2 separate regions of the Rattus norvegicus genome follow, and region 1 is linked to region 2. A link is a contact called in public Hi-C data. All regions are on one chromosome and are shown on one strand. Each heading gives the region's core, a stretch centred on a gene start, on an enhancer-like site or on the middle of the called end of the contact. The rest is flanking DNA. Distances are from core to core; before and after follow the strand shown. Region 1 has its middle 38 kb from the start of Col5a2. Region 2 holds the start of Col5a2 (collagen type V alpha 2 chain).

What was found. A called contact is a pair of places that touch in the nucleus more often than the background predicts.
Region 1: a Hi-C map of the A7r5 cell line shows a contact between it and region 2, with 1.8 times the contacts expected there. The contact joins the enhancer-like site here to the promoter of Col5a2 in region 2. A contact is called at or near these places in 3 of 12 Hi-C or Micro-C datasets (the A7r5 cell line, the Rat2 cell line and Schwann cells).

The regions. Positions count from the first base shown.
Region 1 is chr9:55,125,986-55,130,247 of GRCr8, forward strand. No RefSeq gene overlaps it. Among named protein-coding and RNA genes, the nearest start is that of Col5a2, 38 kb to the left of the region's middle. Within about 2 kb of position 1,911, at least 13 of the 93 cell types and tissues checked have an H3K27ac peak or open chromatin away from gene starts, as enhancers often do. A contact at or near this core is called in the A7r5 cell line and Schwann cells, where this site is marked.
Region 2 is chr9:55,087,439-55,091,427 of GRCr8, forward strand. It overlaps Col5a2 (collagen type V alpha 2 chain), which reads right to left and starts at 2,713. Exons shown (of 54, transcript NM_001399195.1): 1 at 2,469-2,713. The coding sequence starts at 2,562.

The DNA.
Region 1 (4,262 bases), core at 661-3,160, 38 kb after region 2:
GCACTGAGTGGACTCCAGTGACTTTAAAATGGGGCCATGAAGTTGTCAGCAAAAATGATAGGAGGGTGGATATAGGAAGGGTTGCAGAGGAGAGAGGAGAGATGGAGCTAATCAAAACACAATATTTTAAAACAACATCCTTAGCCTTCTTATGAAAGCCTAGGTTATGATATGTTTAATAGTTTGAATATTACTACATTTTCGAATTATTATATTCCCAAAGTTACAATAAATTTGCTTTATTTTAGGTGAGCAAAAAAAACCCATAATATACTCATGTATGAAAATAATAGCTAAAAGAATTGATTTTAACAATGTGTCATCCTCCATTGAATTTAATTTGAAGTATTTATAAATTTTAGTGAATGAAGAAAATGGAGATATAACTCAGAGGTTAAGAGCACATACTATTCTTATAGAGAACTTTGAGTTTGGTTTCCAGCACTATATTTGGTAGCTTACAACCATCTGTAACTCCAGTTTCACAGTATCTGATGCCCTCTTCTAAGCTCAGAGTACACTCACAAACAGGTATGCACATACCCACAAACGTTCCCACAAATACATACACAACATTCCCCCACACCCTGATAACACACACACACACACACACACACACACACACACACACACACAAAACATACAACACACACACACACTCACTCACTCACTAAAAACATATCTTTAAAGAATTTCAGTGACTGAATTAATCTTTTTTGTGTCCTTTGTTTATTATTGCTGAAGAATTTGGTAGTATTTCTTGATAATCTTTCATTAATATCTATTTGTGAAATAATATGCAATTAAATCTTGATAACAACATGCTTTCTTAGTTAGGAATAAGAATTAAATTGAGCTTTTCCAATTTGAAATCTCTGTATGTATCTTCAGCCTGTTAAGTACACACTCACAACAGCCATGAGGAGCCTCACTACTCTATTGATGCACATACTTTAGAAAAGTGCCTAAAGTCACCAAATCGGGATTCTTTTTTCTAAATTAAGTTGCCTAACTATAAACTTCCCATTGTTAAGGGATATAAAGGTCAGCATTTAACAGCCCTAGTTCCAAACAGATCATGGACAAATCTGCTGGTGGACATTTGCCAAGAAATGGAGTGTTTGCAGACTGCTCGGCATAGATTCCTAAGAAAGAGCAAGCTCCGCCCAGTCCCTTTACTCTGCATTCCCTGCCTGTCTTGCTCCAGAGAAATAAGTAGACACATTTAAACCATCAACAGAATTTTACGTTAATCTGAGAAAATACATTATGAAGAACAGATGATGTCGCAGTATTGTTGATTCCCTTCAGTGAACAAGATCTTCAACTTCATGTTTTGAAAATAGAGATTCACCTCTCTTCTAGGCTCATACCCATCTGTGCTTAAAAGTTTAAGCACTGCTTTCCAAGTGATTTAGTGCACTATTTCTTGAGTAGCCGAACTGCAGTTGTTAGTGCCCACATTGCTGCAGTTCTGGCGAATCAGCTCACCATATTTGGATTTTTTTCTTCTTTTTTTGGTTTTCTCCTTTCAATGGCTTCCTCTGTCGGTTTTTTCCCCTCCACAAATGTTCATCAAGTGAAAACAGATGAAACACATGACTCATTCTGCTCGGCCGGGGATGGGTTTGGTGATGTCATTTCTGTCTCAGTGGCCAAATAGTTCTAAAGAGAATAATCAATCTAGCAGACTCGCCGTTTCAGTTAGAAATTAAAGCATTTACTGTAAGTTCTCTTCATCTCCCCATTCCTGCTCCCTCTGTTACCTCCCTTCCCCAAAAAAGAAAGAAAGAAAGAAAGAGAGAGAGAAAGAGAGAGAGAGAGAGAGAAATGTGAATGTAAACTTCTGAAACAGTTACGTGCTTTCCTTGTGTGTCATACCACACACACATATTTCTCTCACCCCTCCTGTCTCATTCCACTCATTTTTTTCCAGACTGTTATTCTTTATGAACAGAAAAAGAATGAAACAGATTTATATTTAACAGTTTGAAAACCCTGCTCACTCCAACCTTGTTCTAAGTACAGGCATTGCTATCTGCTTTCAAGGTTGCATCTGAGGACTCTGAAATCTTAATCTTCACCCAAGCCTGTACTTCATGTATCTGAATCAAATCCAGTTTTCATCTGACATCATGTATTAGATATTTTCTAAATTTGAATTCAAAATGGTTGAAACTGAATTAGGGACTTGTATTAGACATCCAAATCGTATGCCATTGTTATTTTCTACTATTATGAAAAGCTTCACCAGACTCAAATCCCATGAGGGGAGAAAACTGGACTCTCAGAAGTGCAGGCAATCTTCAGAGCTCAGAGGAGACAACTACTTTTGCTCACATTTCTGGCCCAAGAGGAATCTGCCTGGTGCCCTCTGTGCCCTCTGGGCACAGGAACCTAAGAGCAGTCAGGGACAGGAAACTTCTGATTTCTCCTACACTGAAAGTCAGGAGAAAAGTCAGGCACCAAGAGTGGTTGACACACCTGAGAGCAGAGATAAGACCAATTCTCCTCCAAAACACCCTCATGGAGGCTTCAGGACACAAACCCAAGAACAGTCTGGGATAGGACCCTTCTGATTTCTGCCTGCATCTGGAGCTGACCTGGTCCCCCACAGCTCTCTTTTCCCAGATCCAGCTGAAAGAAAACAGGTCTTCAGGAGTGCTGACATACAGACTTACAGAAGGGGCAAGCCACTTTCAGAGACAGCAAGACCAGCCAACACCAGAGACAACCTGATGGCTAGAGCAAGCACAGGAACCTAAGCAACAGAAACCAAGACTACCTGGCATCATCAGAGCCCAGTTCTCCCACCAAAGCAAATACTAGATATCCCAACACACTGGAAAAGCAATCTTTGGATTTAAAATCACATCTCATGATGATGATAGAAGACTTTAAGAAGGACATAAATAACTCCCTTAAAGACATACAGAACAACACAGGTAAACAAGTAGAAGCCCTTAAAGAGGAAACAAAAATCCCATAAAGAATTACAGGAAAACACAACCAAACATGTGAAGGAATTGAATAACACCATTCAGGATATAAAAATGGGATGGTGATTTTCCCAGAAATTTTTTTTATTATTGAGAATAGTTTTCAATATCCTGGACTTTTTGTTATTCCAAATGAATTTGCAAATTGTCATTCCTAACTCTATGAAGAATGGAGTTGGAATTTTGATGGGGATTGCATTGAATCTCTAAATTGCTTTCAGAAAGATGGCTATTTTTACTATATAAATCCTGAAAAATCTATGATCATGGGAGATCTTTCCATCTTCTGAGATCTTCAATTTCTTTCTTCAGAGACTTTAAGTTCTTGTTACACAGATAGTTCACTTGCTTGATTAAAGTAATAGCAACGTATTTTTTATTGTTTGTGACTATTGGGAAGGGTGCCATTTCCCTAATTTCTTTCTCAGCCAGTTTATCCTTTGAGTACAGGAAGGATGCTGATTTGTTTGAGTTAATTTTATATCCAGCCACTTTTCTGAAGTTATTTGTCAGATGTAGGAGTTCTCTGGTAGAGTTTACAGGGTCACTTAAGTATACTACCATATTATCTTTTTCTCTGTGTTCTCCTGTATTTCTTTAGTGAGGTTATTTTTGTCCTTCCTAAAGTCCTCTATCATCATCATGAGATGTGGTTTTGATTTTTAAATCCCAAATCTTGCTTTTCTGGTGTGATGGGCTATCCAGGACTTGTGGTAGTGAGAGAACTGGATTCTGATGGTGCCTAGTTGCCTTGGTTTCTGTTGCATATGTTCTTGTACTTGCCTCTCACCACCTGGTTATCTCTAGTGCTACATGCCCTTGCTGTCTCTGACTGGAGCCTGCCCCACATGCGATCCTGGCTGTGTCAGAACTCTTCAGAGTCCAACTGTCTCTGTGATCCTGGGATCCTGGGATTCTGGGATTCTGTGATCCTGAAATCCTGGGTGTGTCAGAGCTCCTGGGAGTCAAATTGGCTCTGGGATCCTGAAATCCTGGTGTGACCAAACTTCTGAGACTCTGTTGTTTCAAATCTCCTGGGAATCAAGTTTTCTCAGGGTTTTTCAGGAGTAGACGAGGAGCCAGAGCCCTGGGTTTGCTCTGGGCACTGGTGCAAGCTGGACTGAATTCGTGCCTCTGACTGGGCAGGGGTTTGTGTTTTCTGGTTCTTGTAGGGTCCCCTTTATGCTGGGTGTTGGCAAAGATGTTGTGGCCTCAACTGTGATCTTGAATGAGTCTAAGCTTGAGTGTTCCTGAGCTTTCTCT
Region 2 (3,989 bases), core at 1,463-3,962:
AATGCCCCTGTCAGAAGGACCTTGCTTATTTCATACTCCACAGTCAGAAAGAAAATTATATCCTATACTAACAGAAGGGAAAGGCTAAGCTTATTACATACATACTCACATACAGTGCCTGATTTCTGCAACACATATTAAATGGAACACAGAGGAAATACCACAACCCATGCTACTTATAGCAGTGATCTGAAAGTTGTATATTCTTGACATGTAGGCCTTAGACTTTTCTTTAATATAAGCATAGTGGCTCTTCCTCAAATTCAAAAATTACATAGAATGACTAGGCTCTAACAGGGTAAATGACGTATAAGAAGTGTCCACACGGTATCAGGGCACACCCAGGCATGCAAGGGAAGTATAAGTTAAGGAGTTCTGAATACACCAGATTACTGAGTCATCAATATTTTCCTTACTCGGACATACATGTTTCTGCTATTAATTTTCATTACAACTATCTGAATTACTATTTGGACTGTCTGAGATAATTCACTTTCTTGGTAAAAACCTTTAGTTTGGGGTTGGAGTTTGTCTGCTATTTAATGACACCAAGGAAAAAGGATTTGGCCCAAAGGCAGGACTTTCTGAACTATACCTCCTATTCTTAATGTATGTAAATTAATATTAGAGAACAGTAAACCCCTCATTTTTAAGTAAGACCTAGAGAATAAATTCAATGACCTAGATGAGAGTTTTAGCACAAGACCTATTCTCAAAAGCTTTTGAGCATCCTATATTTTCATTTACATACATATTTGATTACTTTTGTACTTTACAAAAGTTAAGTGCATCGTTTTAATATAAATTGAGAATAAAGTCTCTATAGATATTTTAGAGTAGGTTTTCTGGTAGGGGAGGGGAGTGAGCAGATTCACTGATACTCAGACATTTTCCTTCTATCCTAATGTTGCAGTCTGCTTTCCTCTTTTCTGACTTCTTTGTTCTCCAGTTTGAAAACAACACAGACTTTTCATGGCATTATGAGGAAATTCGTTTCACCCTTCATAAATTCCCTCTCTTTTTGAAACATAGAAACTGATTTTAAAAGTTTCAAGATTTTAGAAAAGTGCACCCTCTATGGGACTATTGACAGACTTGAATTTTATCTCCAGAACGTTATAGGATTTCTAAAACTGCTAAATAGTTTCTAAATATCTTTAGAGAAAAATTCAGAAAGGCAGGAAAAAAAACATATACAGATAGATGGATATACACATGAGAAAGACAATAGTAGACATGGTTAACACATTACAAAGTTTTGAAAGCTTGAGTTTGATGCTAACAGTGACGAAGATCTATGCTGGCCTCTTACAGTGAGAATGTGTCTATTTCTGACACTTCGATCTTCAAAAGTTAAGGTTAATATCAATGACGCCCGTTTTATTTTATTTTTTTTAAAGTTTTGTCCTATAGTAGCCATGCCATTTTGCTTAACAATATGACTCACCACTAACATATGTAACCCACACAGGGGAAACAAACAAACAAACAAGAAAACAGTAACCAAGCAAGATATGCCTTAAAAGAAAGGAAAATAGAAGGAACAGGGGGAAGGGAAGGGAACCGGAAAGGAAGGAAGGAAGGAAGGAAGGAAGGAAGGAAGGAAGGAAGGAAGGAGGGAGGGAGGGAGGGAGGGAGGGAGGGAAGGAAGGAAGGAAGGAAGGAGAGAGAGAGGGAGGGAGGGAGGGAGGGATTTAAGGGAAAAGTCCTTCTCAATACTCTATTCCAAGTAAGTTATATATAAGGCGTGCTGATTGTCTGCCTTCAGCCATTCTCCCAGGAACTACACTATCCCAATAATCAAGTCAGTAGGGTGGGAAAGTACCGCAGTTTAAGAAATCTGGTTTCTATCAGCGTCTGTCATGAAGAAATAAACTTGACTCCCTCTCAGTAAGCAAACAAGATTTTAAGATCAGAGATGAAAACGTTAGGAGGGGAGGATAAAGCTTTGGAAAGAAAGGAATGAAGAGCAAAGACAAAGGAAACTCCGAACTATCAGGGTTGCTGCAGAGGTTTTTCTAAACAAAGACTGCTGCTGAAGTTCGAACAGGAAAGACTCCACCCTGCCCTGCTTCTGCAGCAGCAGCGGCGGCGGCGGCGGCGGCGGCGGCTTTCCCAGCTTGGAAAGCGCCAGCCCACACAACAGACCTCTAACTAAAAAGTGCCTCCGGTTAAGCACTCTTTTCTTTTAAACATCACACTCTTACGTTCGGGCAAAAGGACTGATCGGATCCTCGCTCTTAGAGGATGTCAGAAACTAACTTTTTGCCAGGGCACACACAGAAGCTCCGGATTTGCAGACGTGCCTAGTCTCCAGAGCCAAGCTGTTTCCCAGGTGCAAATCCTACAGCCCCCTTCTCAAACTTCAAACCAGAGTCTTCCCTTCACGCTCCTCCTGAAGCTTAACATTCCATCTAGTTCCCAAACCAAGCCATAAACACCATAAGCAAAGCAAAAGGCAAACTCACCATTCTCTTGTTCCTGGGCTTTTATTGAGACACAGTACCCTAATAAAACAAAAAGAATGAGGAGAGGTCTTGCTACCACCCAGTTTGCCATCATGCCTAAATATGAGACATGTGGGTCCTCCTGGGATCGAAGAGTAGATATGGAGGTCACTGTAGCACCATGAATTTGGCTGGGGTCTCTTTTTCAGCACCAGTCCCAGGGGCTGCCTCAGTCTGTTTCAGCACCAGCTCCAGCAGAGTCTGTGAAAACTTTTTTCAAGCGACGCAGCTTTAAATAGGAAGAATGCTGCCTCCACTTCTTTTCCTGCCCCTTTCAGCTTGTTCAGGCCCATAACCATCCAGTGTCTGCCAAGCAACCCTCTGATTGATGGTAAGCAACCAAATCAGAGCGCAGGACTCTGCGACTTGAGTTTTCAGTATTCCTTGTAGATTTTAAGCGCAGAGGCAGCTTCCCAACAGAGACGAACTTTTATTTCTTCTTCTGTTTGAGTGTGTATGCCTTTTCTTTTCTTCTCTTTTTTTAAAAGAAAGCCTATTAGAAGGAGTCTGCTCCTCCCTCCCTAACTCTTCCCCCAGACACACACCCACTGACTTTTTCCAGAGACACTAAAAAAGCTTTAGGGAGGATTACAGCCTTTTAGTGGATTTGTTTTTCTTTTGCATTTAGATAATTCAGACTTCTCTTCATCACTTAAGCCTTTAAAACGTCACTTTTTAACCTGTTCTTTTGACAGCAGAGGAATGATTCTTGTCCCGATTTTCACTGTGCTCCCTTTCTCATGCTGTGAGAGGATTCTGGAAGAGAGAAGAGGCAGAATACACCCGACTCAAAATGAACTTGAGGTCCTTTTCATTGAGTTGCTTCCATGTCGCTTAAGGAGACATAGCTATACATTCTCCTTGTCACAGAGCATTTTACTGTGTTTTTTTTTTTTTAAAAAAGTCCACCAAGCTTGTTGACTGAGGAAAACACACTGCTTTAGGTCTCAGAAAGGGTGGGTTCCCACATCAGATCTGCCACTCACCAATTTTGTGAATTTATACATAGTCTTTATCTGTCCAATTTTCTTGTTGGAAAGGGGGCTTTGGCCTGACGAGTGTGCAGGATCTGGTGATACTAAACTGAGTAATATGCTATTAACTAGATTCCAAATTGCAAAGAGCTACATAAAAGTGGATGGCGCTGTCATTAGCCCCCACACCAGCTTTCCAGGGAACATGGTAGTCCCAGCTGTATATGTCTCTTAAGAGCAAGTCATTAACTTTTTGCCCTACTCAAGCTTGACAAGATTTAAATGCCCTCAGTGTTTTTAAAAGTCTAATACATTTGATATTGTGAGTTCTCGAGGAACAGAATTAAGTCACACACAACACGTATGACTCAAGTCTTCGTAGTTTCTCAGCACTGAACAGGTACTCTGAGACACCCTGAATATTGGAGGGAATATGGCATACTGGAAACAAAGGCAGAATCTATCACCTTTAAAAAACGTATTATGTAAATGCTGAAAAAAATACATC